Linked DNA regions of Gossypium hirsutum: region 1 is linked to region 2. A link is a contact called in public Hi-C data. All regions are on one chromosome and are shown on one strand. The core of a region is the stretch at or near the end of the contact, and the rest is flanking DNA. Distances in the headings are between cores, read along the strand shown.

Region 1 (2,727 bases), core at 92-2,591, 460 kb before region 2:
TTTTGTTTTAATATGAACATGATCATCATTATTTCTTTCGATCTGAAATGTTTCGGTCGAGGAAGCCGATTTTGCAGTCGCGGATACCACGCATCCATTACCGTAACATGATAGAAATTGGCCTTGTACGGTGCGGAATTGAAATTCAAATTCGGAAACTCTCCATAACTGCATTACATGCAAGTTGTTAATCATCCATCTAAACATTTATTCAACCAATTGATCCGAAAACCAGAAGTTTATTTTTATAAATCATTATTTATTTTTGGGTGCTTACAGTAAAAGTTTCCCATGAAGAAGCAGCTTCTCTATTAACAGAGATGTCGCTTCCACCTCCATTTTCAGCACAAACATATTTCTGCAATTTCACTGACTTGAAAGTAACTTGTGTTCCATCCTGAATTTTCAATATCCATGAAACATAGGATCAAATATTATTTATTGGGGGAATTTTTTTAAAAAAAACATTGAAAAGAAAAAAAAATTACTCACAAGCATGTCTGGATTAGGAATTCCTTCAAAAAGTGAAGGCTTAATCCAACCTTCTAAAACCAACCACCCTCCTAAGTTCACCCCTCTTACTTTAGAATCTTCATCCAACCCTTCCACTTCATAAATTGAAAATAAAATTTTTCAAGAAACCAAAGGAAAATTAAAAGGGTAAAAAAAAAAAGAGGAACTTTTTAATGAAGCTTATTACCTGAAAATGATACAGAAAAGATTAGCCAAGAGAAGAGTGAAAATGCAAATACCCATTTGCTAATAACAAGTTCCATGAAGAATGCAGCCTTTCAAAATTGCATCAAACAAGAAACAAAAATAACAAGTGTTTTCCAAGAAAAAAAGGGGAAAATGAAAAATTCATTCAGAAAAGAGAATCTTTAGTAATCCCTTCCTTATCAATCAAATTATACCAAATTCAACCTTGTAAACAATCATAATATTTAATTATTTGAAGTTGGGTTTTGCATTAATATAGTCATTAAAAAAACTCAATCTTTCCTTTAAGAAAGAAGAGTTCTATTGAAAATATTGAACAGAAGAAGAAGAAAAGAACATTTTCTCTATTAAGGAATAAACAAAGAGGGAATCTGAAAAGCTTTAGTGTATAGAAAAAGAAAGAATCCAAAAAGGATAGAAAGGAAGCCCCTTTGCTTAAAGACTTGGTTTGGATCTTTTGTATATGGATTTTAGAGTAGAGCAGGAAAAAAAGGTTAATAGGGTTGCTTATTAAGCACAGTTTGGAGCTGAAAAACGACTTCCAAGTTGAAAACTACAATAAAAAAATCATGCCTTTACGTAGCCTAAATATTTCAGCGTCTGTATTGCTGTTAATATAGTTTGGCAGTTTGTTGATTAGGTTAAAATTTGCTTTTTATAAATTTAAAATTTAGTCATTATATTTTTTTTTACTTTTAAAATTTAGTCTAGGTTCAATTGATAATACTATTATAATTATTTTTATTAAATTCAGAGTCATTATATTATATGACTATTAAGTAATTTTTTTATTTTAAAATGATACATTAATAAATTTAATAATATTAAATTTTAAATTTTGAATATGAAAGATAAAACAACTAAATTTCTATAAATAAAACTAGAAAGACTAAATTACAAATTGGTGTAACTTTGAAAGTTGACTACCTCTGACTTGTAGCATGGTTGAAATTTGATCAATAAAAGGAAATTAAGAGCGTAAATTTTTTAAATTTATTTAATGATAAAATTATTTTCATAAAAATATATATATTCATTATGGTATAGTTAGTATAAGCCCCTCAATAAAACACTCATTGTCTTCATAATTGCTTCAACTTTATAGTAATTTCTTAAAATTGAAATTAGCATTTATCACAATTAGTTCATTTTCGCACTCTAATTTATCTTTTAAAACCCTCACTTGTGATAAAAAAAAAGCAATTGGTCAGATAATTACCGTCTTAATTAGGATGAAAGAAAGAAAAGAAACGAAAACGTCAAAATTTTGAATTTTGTAAGAACCAAAGTGGTAAATATAAGAAATTATTTAATAATTTGGTAAAAATATTAAATATGTCTTTAATTGAGATAATAGGATTAAAAAGTTAAAATTTATGATACTTTAAGTTTAAATATATAGATTTTATACAAAAACATAAAAAGAAAAAATTACCTTCAAGATTGATACCTCTCCATAGGAAGTAAAGTGTTTTTAATAAATTCACAATTGAGTTAGGATGTAATTGACAGTGACACTTGGTCAAAATTGCTTTCTTGATTAAAGTCTAGATGTCTATCATCGATAATAGTGACTAATCTCTTTGTTGTGGGAACTCTCCGAAGAGATAAACTATTGACTACGAAATATATATGTTCAATTCCCATAAGCAAAAATTAAACCCAACCACATGATTAAGGAACACCACACCTCGTGGTTAACTCACTCAAAACTATAAATGTTAGTATAAATTATTATTAGGGTAATTATTCTGTAAACAATCAATGGAGTAAAAAAAACTTCACAAGTAAATTTAAAATGATGTCAAGTATCTTTTTTTTAATTATTTTATTATACCCTAAAAATAAATAGCATAACTTAGACCCGCTTGTGGAGTTTTTTTATTCCACTAGCAATTTGTATGGATGATTATCCTTATTATTATATAGAAAAATATTTAGTAAATTTCAGTGTAGTTTTTAAACTCTACAAGTAAAGTCAAAGAATTGACAAATACCTTATAAATA
Region 2 (2,700 bases), core at 200-2,699:
CCATTTTTACTATTTAGCAAATAATTTTCTTTCCCAACAAAAGTGTAAAATCATTGTTTAATTCCCATCTGAAGAAGCCATTGTTGCAAAATAGAGCATTAAAGTGTCCCGTGGACTACAAAACTTATTCAACTTTATATGTTGACGAGTGGTAGAGAAGGGTGTAAGTGAAGTTTGAGGGGCTTCACATATTCGGGAGATTCAAAAACACCCATGCATGCACTGCTACGTACGCCTAACGTACCATTTAGATTTTGACTTAAATTGTAATTCTGCTCTTTGTGAAACTAGATTAAAAAAGAATGAAAACAAAATCCCTGTTAAAAACAATACCAATCAATAAATCAATCAATTTAAATAGACTGGTTTCCACCAAACTTTATCTAAACATCCCTATGCAACCCTTTTTCTTTTTTTGGGCTTCATCTACCACGAAAGAACGATATTCATATATATGTTAGCAACGCTAATGAAATGAAAACTTTGATAAAGTCCATCACTGGCGGGCGCCATTTTTTTATCACATCCTGACGAGAAATATACAGAGCTCAGGACCAGTATTTCCATCGGGGCTCAACATGTAAAGGGTCTCGCAATCCTTGGAGCCAACGACTCGATCGAAAAAGGCTCTAATATAGGCCAACTCTCCATCAACACCCTCAGTTTCAGAATTCCCCGGCAAAACCCCAGCCCCCATTGAAACCGCCTTGAGAAGCTCCATAACGTGCAAATCCTCCGCCGTCGCCTCTCGTTTAACCCCGTGGCCTGTCTTTTTCCCGTTGCAAAACATCGTCCACAAAGGCTCATCGAATAGCTTAACTTGCTCTTTCCCACATCGTTTTTCGCATTCTAAAGCGATTCTCACCATGCCCGCGCTGAGTTCCTTTTGTAACGCGTTGGTTTGCAAGGAAAACTCAATGACTAAAGAAGGGAGACACTTGGGGCTCTCTTGAATCGAAAGGCTAACTTTGCCTTTACGATACCCGAACAAAGTTCCGGTGACTCGAATCCCCGAGATGCTGATGTGAGAGTCGGTTTGTAAACCAGGGCTGGTGGGGAACTTGCATGCGGGAGTGATGATGGGGAAAGCCCGGAAAACTGAACGGAAAGCTCGAAGGACTTTGCGTTTTTGTTTCTTGGACTGTAATTCGGATGGTTGGATAAGGGAGAAGGGTTGTGGAGATGAAGAAGCTTTGGGGGTAGAAGGGTTGGGTGGTGGGGCAGTGGATCCGTCCCTGGAGTTGCCGTTGCCGGTGTTAGGCTTAGAGTCCGCCATTAATGGACGTTGATGAAGAACCAGGGACAAGGCAAGGCCATGGGAGAGAGTGGGAGATAGATGATGAAAGATGCAGATAGGTGGGCATGTTTCAGGTTAGGTAGGTATTGGTTTGAGGCATAGGATTTTCCATATAATTATGGTCAATTTTTAGTTCCTAAGCCTCTGCCTCTTTATTAGGAACATTCAAAATGTACATCATTTTTCTTTTTGTTGGGTAGTTGCCATTATCATTATTCAAATTATACATATATTCAAGGTTAAATGATGTTATTAGTCCATGTATTTTGTTAAAGTTGTGAATTTAATCTTTACATTTTAATTTAGTCATTTTTAGTCTTTATAATTTTTAAAATTTTAAATTTTAGTCCTAAAAAATAATAACTGTTAAGTTCATTAAGTTAAGTTCTACTATTTCCAAAATCTAATGGACCAAACATATGATCATACATGTAATGTCATGTCAGCTTATTATTTTCACTTATTACTCAATAAAAAAATTAATTAATGGATTAACAATTTTTCATTTACGTCAAGATTGGAATTTCATGATTTAGAAATTACAAGGACATAAAATGATCCAATTAGAAAATATGAACCAAATCAATAATTGTATGCATAGTACAAGACTAATAATTGAATTTAACCTAATTGCTACTATTTGGGTCATAATTAAAATTTTAAAATTCAAAAAGCATATAAACTAAATTTGACCAAATTAAAATATAGTGATTCAATCAACAAGTTTTACAAAGTAAAAAAACTAAGAGTATAATTTAACCTATATTTAAATTGTAGTTTTTTTCTTGTCTTTTTCTGAATTGAGATTAATCCATTGTACTTACAAAACTAATTTGATTAATGATATTAACTCAATAAAAAATGTATGTATAAATCCGAATTTTATATTTGATTTTTAATTCCATTATTTGTATTCTACCTTTGAATTCATATAAAAAGTTTTAATATTAATTAACAATAATGGAGCTGAAAAAAATTTAATTTTCATATATAAAATTTTCATTTTGAGAAATAATGTTATAAAAAAGGGAGCAAATAGCTTTTTCTAATTTGAGAAATTACGTTAATAAGAGTGATTAGTTAGATGTTAAAAAGTAGTAGTTTATTTAAAATTCTGAATTTTAAGCAGTCACAGATAATTTTTCTTTTAAAAGAATATTTTTTAAATACATTTAAATAATATTAAAATTTTTATTACACTCGTATGCTCATAAAAATTACATATATTCAACGCTTCCTCAACTCAGCCCCTACAAATTCCTATCTCCTCCGCATTTGACGTCCCTTAAATGTATTTTGTTGGTTTAAATATCCTTTATTTCTCTTTCGATTTTAAATTTAAGTAAATTGATTCCTCTAAAAAACTAATTTAACTTTTATACATTTGAAAACAAGTAAATAAA

What was found. A called contact is a pair of places that touch in the nucleus more often than the background predicts.
Region 1: a contact with region 2 is called in a Hi-C map of leaf, with 3 times the contacts expected there. The contact joins the promoter of LOC107943179 here to the promoter of LOC107915906 in region 2. A contact is called at or near these places in 7 of 34 Hi-C or Micro-C datasets (hypocotyl and leaf).

What each region holds. Positions count from the first base shown.
Region 1 is chrA10:16,749,263-16,751,989 of Gossypium_hirsutum_v2.1, reverse strand. LOC107943179 (probable glucan 1,3-beta-glucosidase A) reads right to left here and starts at 1,341. Exons shown (of 10, transcript XM_016876921.2): 1 at 701-1,341; 2 at 493-608; 3 at 278-397; 4 at 1-168. The coding sequence starts at 776.
Region 2 is chrA10:16,293,982-16,296,681 of Gossypium_hirsutum_v2.1, reverse strand. LOC107915906 (protein MIZU-KUSSEI 1) reads right to left here and starts at 1,449. Exons shown (of 1, transcript XM_016845094.2): 1 at 321-1,449. The coding sequence starts at 1,276. The coding sequence ends at 521.